Regions from separate parts of the Hordeum vulgare genome. Here region 2 is linked to region 1. The links are chromatin contacts, called in public Hi-C maps. All regions are on one chromosome and are shown on one strand. Each heading gives the region's core, a stretch centred on a gene start, on an enhancer-like site or on the middle of the called end of the contact. The rest is flanking DNA. Distances are from core to core; before and after follow the strand shown.

Region 1 (6,825 bases), core at 2,713-5,212:
TGTCGGTCGGGAAAAAGGCTTTCCCGTCTGGATTTACCCCAACAGACGCTTTCGATCGGCAATATTCTTTGCCGACATTATTCTTTTCGGCAATATTCTTTCCCGACCGACTGTATGTCAGCAAAGGCGGTTTTCCCGACCAACCTATTTGTTGGAAATGCAGTGTCGTGGAGTAGTGGGCGGATCACCAGTGACTGAAAAATAAGGTCGCAATTTTACTAGCCCTGTCCAAATCAAGCACCTAAATGGCCCAGGCCCAACAAATTTTGTGCTGCGTTCATAAACCAATATTTGATATTTCAGCCCATTACTATTTTTTATCTCCGTCAAGGTCTTGTTATTGCACAGTTTTGGTACACAAGGCATTGTAGATAATTCCAACGAAAGAACATTATGATAAGTAGTTCCGTTCATTTAAGCACATCATGGCACATACTTTACAAACATGCATCACATAAAATAATTCAACCTTCAACTCCACTACAAATCCAACAAGTGTTGGTACTATATGACCAATACAACCACTGTGGCTTCAATGGAACACATTAAAGAACATAAAATTAAATTGTTCACATGTAACAGCAAATTGAGAAACCATAGCATCGTCTGTCTTCCACTTTCCACTTCTTCTGAGTAGCCAATTCTGGATTGAGGAACTTCCTCGCGTTAAAAGGATCACAAATGAGAAGAACATACAGACCAGAAGGTTGTGGTTTACATGCCTATTATCAAATAAAGAAATGTCATTTCATGTGGTTAAATACTATTCAATACGGTTTGATTCACATACCGATGCAATAAATATCGCTATACTCTGTAAGAATATTCTCAGGAAAATGAAGCCATGTGCAGTTAGTTTAACCAATGTTGTGTTCTGAAAAAATGACGGTAACTAAGACAGGCGTACAAGCTAAGGAATAGCAAGCAACAGCTAAAAGCATTGCCTTCCATTTATTTGCAGTAATAAAATCATCATATGTTCACAATTCGGATAAGGAAAGATAATTTGCAGCTCCCCACTGTTGCTGGCCCCACTAGACACAGACTCCAGCATAACGACACATTTGAAATCTCTCTTCGACATAAATAAATGAGAGCATAGTGCAAAGTCACAACATATTATACAAACCAAGCTAGACCTAGGGTTTGTGGTGAGTGGCGTAAATACCTGCACATGGAGGCTGGAGTAGTTGAAGTTGGTGTACTTGGTACATAAATAAAATGAGTTGCCAAGGGGCAGGTGATGATGGAAGGACGCCACCACCCAGCGCTTACAATAATTTGACCATGAGCGACCAATCAGGCAACATACATATAATAACATGTAAATATGCATAATGCGCAAACACACAACATTCCAATTAAGCAGTTGCAGAGCACAAGTAAAATTAATGATAGTAATTTTAGCTCATGGCCAATTCTAGAAATTATAGTTAATCATTTCCTGCTAACACTAGAGACCATGCCAATAACAAGTAGCAAGTTTGTGAACAGTACAGTGCCTAAATCGTAAATAATAGCCTACACAAACCCAACCATAGCATCATTATAAGTCATGTATAAATAGGAGCACTAAACAGTAGACATGGTTAGGAGAAGCATTGCAACCATGGGGATATTAGGACCAACATATACTCAACAACAAACTGAGCACAGCCATAGCACACACAAGAGTTGTTAAACATCCATGTGATTTCGGCCTCTTGGGGCATGACCCGCTCCGGCATCCATGTGATTTCCAAATTAAGCTAACTTAAATATGGCATGATGTTGTACACTCAAATAGTGCAATAAATTAATAACATAAGTATAATGTAGCCAGGTATGTTGCACAGGATAACATATTAAGTGTGTATGCACGCAATTGATAAATTGCACGTGTATAATTTGGCCATATGTAATTAAGAATGTTTATCGATAATAGGCAAAGATTTTCTATCCTTTTTATGTCCGCGTATATCTCTTTTGTTCTAAATAAACATGTGTCCATCTATATCTAAAGTGATTTAGATTATTTATTTGTATAGGAAAAATTAAGTTTTTGAGTTTCCTTTTAACCAAAATGAAATGACATCTATTTAGAAGTCAAGGCTCATTAATAAGTATATAAAATATAACTTGTGGACTCAGCATCAAAACATGTACCATTTTGTTCTTCAAAAGAAGAAAAGGAATGGCATGCATACTTTGCTAAAAAGCATGTGTACTTTTCTAAAAATGCATGGATGACTGTATTAATTCCTGTTCAGGCCTTTGTTGAAAATGAAATGAGTTTTTTTTCAAAGAGCTGTTATTGCAAGGAATGAATTTTTGAATGCATTGAAGATGAAAAAAACTGACAAAAGATCCGAAGTTATGCCCAGACTTCAGATAGAGAATTGGAACCCACATTAACAAATGTGATTCTTAATGGGGTGAAAGCCTAGTTTTTGATGACCATCAGAAAATTAGACACACTCGCTAGAAGTGTTCCGACCTTGTATAAAGCGGGGTGAAAGTCTAGAAGTAGGGTACTCATAATTTATCGGTTCCGACAGGGTGAAAATCTGGAAGTAAATTAGAGTGTAATCTCTCAGACCATTTCACAATTCAGAGAATTGCCTCTGGATTTTAACCCCAGGAATCACTAAACATGTACTAAGCCAAACTAATTCTTCACCATAACCAAGAATTCAATAAATAGTCTGACTGTACTGGACAAATATGTCGGCTAATGTACTTTCATCGCTACCAGCTGGCCAACACGTAACCAACATGTATCAATTTCTTTTCCAGATGTTTTGGCAAATTGACAAGGGCATGTTGTGCTGCAAGCTACTAGTATCGCGACCCTCCGAGAGAAAGAAAGAAAAACTGAATCATGGCATGACAATAATGTAAGAAAACAATCATGCAGAACAAAATATGAATCTTGGCATGACAATAATGCAAGAAAACAATCAGGAAGGCCAGTGGGGGAGAAGATGTGTGGATATACCTTGCCAACAATGATGAGCCAGCAGCCATCCTTGGAGTTGTATTTAGACACCTCCTCCAGGATCAGCGCCTCATCTCTCTTGCTCCCTGAAAACATAAACTCATTAAGCTATGAACACCTCGTACATGCATGGAGGCAACGCAACTCACAAGTATGGACAAGCAACACTTGTATCCGAAATAGAACATCAAATTTATACAACAAGGAATGTAGGGGAACCTAAAACAAGTTATAATTGGACCAATGTAGCAAGCAAAAGTGGAAGGCGGGAAGGACAGAGGTACCTCGATTCAGGAGGGGAATAAAAGTAGGACGGCGGCGATGATGGCGAAGATGTGCACGGTGGAGGGAGAAGCAGCGGCTGGTCTTTGTTGAACATGCAGGTCCGGTGGCAGTAGGGGTAACTAGTGGCATCCGTGGAGAAGCCGCGCCAAGCTGCAGGAGAGGCAGCTCGGACGACATCTAGTTCATGATGGGAGATGCAAATCGGTGGAAGATTTCCACGCACTCGGAGGTGGGAGGGGGAGATCTGGACGGAGTGCTTCACGGGCGAGGCGGATCTCAAACCACCGGCCAGAGGAGAGGAGGGACTCCGGTGGCCGAAGATCAGGCGGGTGGCGGCGGCAGCGTCGATGGAGAAAACCTAGGAGTTGGTGGAGGGTGGGTGTTGGGCTCTCTAAGATCTGTGAGGCTCCGCAATGAAATGTCGGTGGTGGAGACTAGGTCGCGCCCCGAACCCTAGCCGCGGGGGATGGTTGAGCGCGAGCGTTGGAGGTAGGGAGGGGCGGATATGGATGGAGGGATCAACGGAGCGGTACTAGGTGAGCTTCGCAGGATGCTGCGCGCAGGCCATGGCTGTCGAAGCTCGTCGGAATAAGGTCGTCGGAGGCGGCGGCTAACCCTAGGGCGTGGGAGCGCAGAGAGAAGATGCGGGTGCGGGGGAGAGTGCAATGGGAGGAGGTAGGGTTTGGGTAGTTGGTTGCGGGTGGGTTTTTTTTCATTTTTTCTGTATATATTGTAGATGGTTGGATGGATGTCAAATGAAGAGATGGATGAATGGATGGACGCCACCTCACCGATCCGTGTGATAACTAATTCCATCAATTAGAAAAGAGCACATGTAATTGTGTTTTTCTTTTTTTGTTCTTCTATTTTTTCACATGAAAAATTCAAAAACATATTTTTTATTCTACAGAGGGGTTCATATTGTAATGGCAAGCAATGTTTTCAAAGGGAGTTCTCATTTTCTTTGCATGAAAATTTCGTTTTTCCTTTTTCGAGTGTTCAAAATGAGTTTTTTTGTGAAGGACCTATCATATATTTTTTGCAAATTTGGTCCAAATCAATTTTCTAAAATACTAGGTCACATTAATGTCCAATTGAACAAATTGTTGGGTGCCAAAATCTTCCGGTCGACCTCTAGTGAAAAAGACAAATTTCCACTCATTCAGCTCGAAGCGGGTCAAATTTGAAATACAACTGCCTTATAGTTTGCTCATGATTTTTTGCAAAAAAACATTTCAAGGTACAAAAGTATCTATTTAATCGGAGAACAAAAAGTTTTCCAAGATTCAACCACTAGTTAGGAACAGACATCGAGGACCTACAATACGGGTATAAATAGAGTTACACATGCCGGTGACCATTTTGTGTAATGGGATTATGACCTTCTTGATAGGGATGGTCAAAATTTTATAGGGTTTGGACCCTCTTAGACACCTCATGACGTTTTCGTAAATTATAGTCATAGATCTATGACCAATTCAACTGTGGTCGTTATTTTTTGTCATGAACAAGTTTATTTCTTGTAGTGCTTGTGAAGTTTAAGACTTAGGAATTTTAATATTACACCTCTTCTAGCTCAAAAAAATTAGGATCATGCGGGTATTTTGAAATCTATATGATTCGAGTGTGATGGAATTCTGATTTGATGCCTCCTGTCTGAATTGATTTCTTCCGGGGAGTTGAGCTCCAAGGGGTTTTCGACACATCGTTATCATTCAGCTTACTTAGTATCTCAAGAAGCAGACCTTGAAACGCAACTATACTTTGCATGGTGGCAAATAATTCCGTGACTTTTCCCCAGTACTGGTGGAGATAGATCGGATGATCTACCTGGTTTGGTATCGTCTTTGTTTTGAAAGTCTGGGGTGGATGATTTTGCGGAACTTCTCGGATATGTGTTGATAGTTGCAGGAAAGGTGTAGCTGATTACATTGAGTAGGTTCCCCGACCCACAACATGATAGCATAACAAATAAAGATATCTGAAATTCTCACGTGGGGATTGAAGTAGTCACCTGGAAAAATCTTTCATCGGATGTATGTTGGGACATACATTTGTTCCAAGCAATTCTAGCTCAAACTGGACAATTGCAAGCGGCTTTCAATCATATGTTGTCGTCACTAATTTCATGGAAGCATTCTTACTAATTCTAGTTTGAATGCAAATTTCTAAGACTTTAAGTTGCAATATTCAAGCCTTTGATTCAGCTTACCAGCTTCATCTTTTCATCCATGATCTAATATTCATGCCCGTCTCGAGGATGGCTCGAGCAACTCGCCAGAATCCAAGTCGTGATGGGGAGCAATCAGACCCTCCGCCACCCCGTCCTCCTCCTCCGGAGGTGTGGCAAGCTTTGATGGCTACAACCAATGCAAATAGTCAGATGCTGCTTCAAATGATGCAAGAGAGGAACCAAGGCGAGCAAGGGAATTTCAACAACTAGCAGTTGTTTGCTTATCTCAATCAATTCCTTGCAAATCGACCCAAGTCCTTCACCTGTTGTGATCAGCCGTTTGATGTGGGAGATTGACTATGCGACATGAGAAAGCATTTCGAATGCAGCAATATGAGGCGTGAGGACTATGTCAGATTAGCTACATTCCAGCAGAATGGTGGCGGAAGCTCAAGGATTCCAAAGGTGGCCATTTGATTAGTTGGGATTACTTTTGTCCTGATTTTGGAGTCATCATATTCCGGCAAGCTTTGTTGAGGGTATGCGTGAGAAGTTCAAGAATCTCAACAAGGAGGCTCATTTGTTTATCATTATAACATCGACTTTCAAAACTTGGCCCGTTATGCTAAGGAGGATGTTCCTGAAGAGAAGAGCAAGATCTATCAATTCAGAGGTGGTCTCATGGAAGTTTGCAGCTTTCTCTTACCCTACACAACCCTCCTGAGTTTGATTAGTTCTACAACTTGGCTCTCAGCTCTGAGTCAGCTCTGCTCGGGGTCGAGAATTCAAGAGAGTGCTTCAGAGACTCTCATTTTTCTTCATCCTCACCTCAGATTGTTCGAAAGTAGCAGAAGTTTTGGGTTCCTCCTCCGCCTCGTCCTCATCAACAGTTCAAGTAGAACGGTGGTCGTGGATGTTCCCACCCACCCAACCCAGGTTTCCAACAGAAGTCTTAGCCCCCCAAGTCAGGAGCTCCTCCAGCTCACTTCCGTCCACTGTCAGAGGTTACTTGTCACAAGTGTGGTCAGAAGGGCCACTACTCCAATAAGTGTACCAACCAGCGACGTCTTCCACACCCTCCTCCAATTAGGCACCCAAGCAATGCAATGGCGAAGCATAATCACAAGTCTGCAAGAGTGAACATGGTAAATGCAGCTAAAGCGGAGGATTCCTTAGATGTGATTATTGGTAAACTCTTGGTTAATTCTTTTCCCGCAAAGGTTTTATTTGATACTAGTGCATCACATTCATTCATGTCTATAACTTTTGCATCCAAGCATAATTTTCATGTGATGGAGTTACCTAGGCCATTATCGGTTGTCTCTCCGGGAAAATTAATGCATGCAAGCACGAAAGCCTCAAATGTTTCAATCAAGATCGGCAGTTATTC
Region 2 (6,448 bases), core at 589-3,088, 170 kb after region 1:
GCTACTGCTACTCATATATCCATCGCTATTAGTAGGATTTTCTCTAGTAGTGCCTCGTTGCGACGAATCTTTTATGTGAAAACGGTTTTTCATCAAAACGCTGGCTTGAACTACAAAACATTGTAAATTTTAATTTTTAATAAAATCTTTGCTGACATCATCATTTTTGTTTTATATGCATGCATGCATCTTTTAAAGTATGCTTCACGGTATTTTTCTAATAAAATAGTACAAAATTAGCAAATAAAAGAAAATAATCTAGATGTTTAGTGCCTAGTGCAGAATTAGTTAGCATGATTAGTGAAGAATGCATCGTTTGCTCGGACCTATTGCAATATTCCGATTGTTCGGAAGTTAGCAAGGACCTATATAAAAAGCTGCAGAAAAGGTTTTAAAAGGGCAGTACTGGGCGCCGGCGCACCGGCGCTCCAGCTTAGGCCGGTCCATCCTGCATCATTTAATTGGAGTTGTTGTAACCATTGGATCTGCGTTGCCCGTTTGGTAAAAAATAAACAACCCCACACCGCGCATGCATAGAAGAAGTCAACGACGAGATATGAGGCGGCCGCAGCTAGCCAACTTCCGTCAATGGTGGACTCCGCGCTTGCCGCTGCCGTCGCTCACAGCATCGCGCGTCTACGACCCTTGCAACTTGCAGCAGACGAGCGACCACGGCGAGCTATGATTGTGCGCAGCCCCGGCGAGCGGCAACGACCATCGGCCCCGGCGAACGGTGCCCATCCCCGACGAGGATGCCATTAACCCGGTCCCGCGCGCACAGCCACCTCTTTTCCTAGCTTCGACGGACGAGCTGCATAACTGCGACGGCGAGGCACACCCACGATATAGGATGCTGGAACTAACATCGATTTTTGCTACATGCTTCAACCGGCATCACAATTTGCTACAACCGGCATCGCTATTTGCTGCAACTAGTGTTGCATTTTGCTACATCGCACATGGCTTTGCGATTTTTGCTACAACCGACAATGAAAAAAGCTACATCCGGTGACATGATTTGCTGCAACGGCCACGACGAAGTTTTTGGTGGCAACGGTGACGTTGTGATTTTTGCTGCAACCTTGTCGGTCCTTCGTTGTAGCTTTTTTCATCAACGGTTGTAGCATTTTATGTCAACGGTTGCAACATTCTGTCATGACAATGACCGCTTGCAGCTTCTTATATGTCTGGTTGCAACTTTTTTCATCAACGGTTGTAGCATTTTATGTCAACGGTTGCAGCATTCCGCCATGGCACGCTTGCAGCTTTTCATATGCGTGGTTATAGCAATTCGGCATGTCGGTGGTAGCATCATGGGTCGCCGGTTACAGCACATCGTCGGTCGACGGGACCATGTCTTTAGCATAGAAGTATCACTTAGTTCGCGTGTAGTATGATTCCAGCATATGCCGCAGCGGGTCACAGCTTCACGAGTGAACGGTTTGAGCAAGCAGTCCCCGAGCTTCGGTAGGGAGAGAGGAGAGAGGAGGTGTACACTCGCTGAAGGAGACGAGAAGAGGGGTGGCAAGCCGACCACCAACGATGTGGCATGATAACGGTTGCAGGGGGAAAGAAAGTGGGGAAGAAGGGGAAGGACGTGTGCGTGACGGAGGAAGAAACGAGGACCGCCAGATATGATGGGATCCAACGACGCTCGCGAGCGAATCGTTTCCCTTTAAAATACTGCCGAGCCTTTTTGTTTTTTGAGAGGTAAATACTGTCGTGCCTATATGGTCCAGGCCAGCTGGCCCAAGCAGGCCGTCGCAGCAGCCCACAAATCGGCAGGACCGGTTCAGGGATGCAGACAACGAATCTGGGAATCTCGTATATTATCCCCGACGTGCTCCGCGTCCCCGGCGCTGCCAAAGTCACACGAACTCTCTCACGTCACACACGCCTCCTCCTCCTCCTCCTCCTCCTGCGAGCCAGCCCAGCCACTGGGAGCGCCCGCGGAAGCACAGAGCGGGAGGAGGGATCGCGAGATGGACTGCAAGGATGTCGGGATCCTCGCCATGGACATGTACTTCCCTCCCACCTGCGTCCAGCAGGTGAACTTCTCCACCAGAGCTGCTGTTCCCGCCGCCCCCGCTCGATTTGTCGCCGTCGTGCCACGCTGCGTGCTGCGAACGTGGCTGATCTGTGGCTCCGAGCATCTCCGCGTCGAGATCACGGACGATTTGGTATTTTGGGCGGGGAATTGCCGCGGGGGTTTTAGCCAGGCGTGCGGGATTTCGGGTTTACGGAGTACTAGACTACTAGTTGAGATCGCCACGATGAAATTGTTTCCGGAAAATGAAACCTTGGTTCGGAGGTGCCATCTCCGTGCGGATTTGTGGATCACGGGTGGTGAAGTGATTTGTTTACTCAAGGAATATTTGAATTATTATTAGTTTCACTCTGATATACCGGCTGTCAGATGCTGCATATGCCTGGTGCTGTATTTCGTCTCCCACAGAGCGAGCATATGGTGATCTGATGTGGCTTTGGAGCGGCTGTGCCCAATTAATACATGGATAATTTGCTGTGTCGGTTCAATGCTGCTGGAGTAAGAGTTGAATGCTGATGCGTTGAAGTACTGGTTGCAGGAAGCGCTGGAGGTTCATGACGGGGCCAGCAAGGGGAAGTACACAATTGGTCTTGGGCAAGACTGCATGGCCTTCTGCAGCGAGGTAGAAGATGTCATCTCGATGAGGTATATTTTGTCACACCGGAAAATTACTCCCTTGTCCTACCTTCTTTTGCTGGGATTGAACTTCTTGATGAGTAGAATTTACTAATCAATTATATCAAATACTTATATATTTAGTGCAATACTCTATTCGGTACGTGAATGCTCAAGTTGGAAAGTTATTTCAGTTTGACAGTTGTCAAATCCCTGCTGGAAAAGTACCACATAGATCCAAAGCTAATTGGCCGCCTGGAGGTCGGTAGCGAGACAGTGATAGACAAAAGTAAATCCATCAAAACGTGGCTGATGCAAATTTTTGAGGTAAATCATGGAATTAGGATCCAACATATATTCCCTCTAACCTGAATCTTGGTGAACTCGCAGTTTCCACTTCATTTAGTTGTTTGTTAGTTCAGTTTCAGTCTCACTCAATGTTGCAATTGTTGACATTTGTCACAAATACAGGAAAGTGGTAATACTGACATTGAGGGAGTTGACTCGAGTAACGCATGTTATGGTGGGACAGCTGCCCTGTTGAACTGTGTGAATTGGGTCGAAAGTCGATGCTGGGATGGACGCTACGGCCTTGTGGTCTGCACAGATAGCGCGGTTAGTCACCCGATATCAACATCTAATTTCTGCACCAAGTCGATTCAGTTTCTCTCCCTTTTTTCTCTGTGCAGCACTCATTTTATGTCCCATATTATGTTCAGGTTTATGCAGAGGGACCAGCTCGGCCTACGGGTGGAGCTGCTGCAATTGCTATGCTTATTGGTCCAAATGCACCTATTTCTTTTGAAAGTAAATATAGAGCTTCTCACATGGCTCATGTTTACGATTTCTATAAGCCTGATCTTGCAAGTGAATACCCGGTTAGGATTCTATGACTTATTTTTGTTTGTTTGTTATAGGCATGTAAACAAAAAATTTCTCAACTAGATATAATTTTGGTCTCTTTCATAGTATTATATCGTCTGCACACTTCTGTTCCGTGATTATTATAGGTTGTTGATGGGAAACTATCTCAAACGTGCTACCTTATGGCTCTGGATTCGTGCTATAGACAGTATTGTGCCAAGTGAGTTCACTGCCATAATTTACCCACTCAACTGCAGTACTAGCATCTTGTTCTTCTCAAGCAATAACATCACACTATGATCATGAAATCAGGTATGAGAAGCTAGTGGGAGAACAATTCTCGATTTCTGACGCAGATTATTGTGTGTTTCATTCTCCATATAATAAGGTATGACTGCTGCACGCTGCCATGGAGATGTATACGATTTTGCAATCTGTTAATTTTGCCAATTCTGTTCTCTGACCTCTTGGAAATACAGACATAAACTCCTTACTTTTTTACTATCACAGCTTGTACAGAAGAGTTTTGCTCGACTTTACTTTAACGATTTCATGCGCAATTGCAGGTCTGTGCTTCCTCTTTTTAAATACATGCTCCTTTTGCTTCTTACAAACTAAGCTTTTAATCTGTGGACCAAATAATATTCTGAACTTCTGAAAGACCTCCACCCTTTGTCTGGTTATACGATACCCATTCGACACTCTTAGTCTTGGCCCCTAGATGAAGGCACTTATTTGTTTTTGTTTTCTTTGATGTCAGTTCGGTTGATAATGATGCTAAAGAAAAGCTTCAGCCTTTTGCAAACCTGACTAGTGAAGAAAGCTACCAAAGTCGTGACTTGGAAAAGGTTGTTCCTCGTTAGGTGGATAATAGTTCTTACGATGCTTAATTTCTTCGCTGATGTATGTAAGCACTAAGTCTTCTACTGAACTTTCAGGGCTCTCAACAACTGGCAAAGCATTTGTATGACATCAAAGTTCAACCGTCAACGTTGCTTCCAAAACAAATTGGTAACATGTATACTGCATCTCTGTATGCTGCATTGGCATCTGTAATCTACAACAAGCATGCTAGTCTGGTGAGGTTTTGGTTTTATGCGTCTATCGTATATTTGTATGCCTTTGTATCTCCTGTTCGTTCCTTGTAGTTAACTTCCATTCTTATGCAGAATGGCCAAAGAATTGTCATGTTTTCTTACGGCAGTGGCTTGACATCCACTATGTTTTCATTCAAACTAAATGAGGGTCAGCATCCCTTTAGTTTAACAAATATTGCTTCTGTTCTTGATGTGGCGGCAAAGCTTGAGTCAAGACATGTGGTATGGTCTTCCATTCTCACAACCCTCAGCCAGTCTGTTGCAGATAGAAAGCGGATCTTGTCATAATTTTACAGCCATGCATCAAATTAGATTAGAAGTACAAATTTGTCATACCAATGGTTTGCCATACATGGCTTTGAAATTTGTTACAAGTATTTTGGAGATGAACTCTTTGAGGTTTTATACCAAATTATAGCTTATCAAAGAGAAGGAATCGTAGTGTATTTGTATTTCATACTATGGACAAGTTTGCACACGAAACTGGATTCTGTATGTGATTACTCAGAAAACTTGCCCCGGTCACTATGACAATATGAGCTTTATTCATCAAGGAAATCAGAGTGTAGTGACTTTGCTAAACTTATTCTATGCAAATTTGGTATTTATTTAGTTCTACAATTGTATTAGAGAACAGCCTTTCTTGAAGATAGCTACTACATACCATTAATTGATTTACCACTGTACATAGTAGATTCAACTGCTGTTTGTATTAGATTATAAGTTGCTAGGATCTGAATGGCAACAACCGTTTGCCCTTTAGAAGGCTTTCCCCTCTTTTAATTTCGCCAGAGCAAGCTGATATGCTCCTTTACATGTTTTCAGACTTCACCTGAGAAGTTCATCGACACACTGAAGCTGATGGAGCACCGATATGGAGCAAAAGATTTTGAAACAAGCAAAGACATAAGCTTGTTGCCACCAGGAACGTTCTACCTTACAAAAGTTGATTCAATGTACAGGAGGTTCTATGAAAAGAAAACCGATGGCATTGTTGACGGCAAAATCAAGTGCAGCAATGGCATTGCAAATGGTCACTAGTGGCATATCATCAGATACTATTAGTCCGCATTGCATTTTATTAGCCATCATCCTTACACTTTGTTGTATTTATCTCTAGAATTCCCAGTCTAGCTAAGTTTCAAATAACCCATTATTCTCTAAAGTTGTTTTCCCCACACTCTTCAGCTTATTTTTTCATTGTTGAGCTGAACTGAAACCTTCGTGTAGTACCTCATTCTTGTTTTCCTCTAGCTCGCTACCTTTGATTTAATTATTTTGTTGCTTGTGACCACTTACTGTTCTGTGATATTATCAGCGAATTGTGGCAGTAGGCATTGAGCACAATTGTATCCTGTGTTGAACTGAGCACTTGTATTCTATGCGTAAGAGCAATACTAGCAGAGTCACAATATGAGCAGTGGCCATAATGCATATGGAGCGTGCTCTATATGGATTTGGAGGCTGTGGCGGCTGTGCGCAGAAGTAACGTAATGTGGCCTCCATATCTTTTATTTTCCTTTCCCATTTGTTGCTGCATTAACTTAATAATCACACTCAATTTGAATGACTAAAACACCAATATACTATAACACTAATCTCCCTAGAATTGAAGCCTCACATTTAATTGAGGTCTTCAATTGACATCGTGACACCCGATTTTGATCTAGTCAATAATTTCTTAAAGCTCTTTTATTTAATTATTTTGTTTATACCTGAGGTCTTCAAAACTTCAATTAAAATTGGATCATCCGATTTTGACCGGGTCAACAATTTCTCAAAACTCTCGTTCAATTCTTTAGACAAATACATTATGCTTCCTAAT

The links. A called contact is a pair of places that touch in the nucleus more often than the background predicts.
Region 2: a Hi-C map of seedling shows a contact between it and region 1, with 2.3 times the contacts expected there. The contact joins the promoter of LOC123407244 here to the promoter of LOC123413649 in region 1. A contact is called at or near these places in 1 of 6 Hi-C or Micro-C datasets (seedling) and 1 of 1 datasets of contacts at active chromatin or transcription factors (embryo).

The regions. Positions count from the first base shown.
Region 1 is chr7H:225,673,476-225,680,300 of MorexV3_pseudomolecules_assembly, forward strand. LOC123413649 reads right to left here and starts at 3,963. Exons shown (of 3, transcript XR_006613788.1): 1 at 3,262-3,963; 2 at 1,169-3,063; 3 at 392-656.
Region 2 is chr7H:225,844,920-225,851,367 of MorexV3_pseudomolecules_assembly, forward strand. It overlaps LOC123407244 (hydroxymethylglutaryl-CoA synthase), which reads left to right and starts at 1,839. Exons shown (of 11, transcript XM_045100335.1): 1 at 1,839-2,048; 2 at 2,586-2,692; 3 at 2,857-2,989; 4 at 3,134-3,277; 5 at 3,382-3,540; 6 at 3,673-3,746; 7 at 3,839-3,914; 8 at 4,037-4,092; 9 at 4,287-4,374; 10 at 4,465-4,605; 11 at 5,449-5,917. The coding sequence starts at 1,983. The coding sequence ends at 5,664.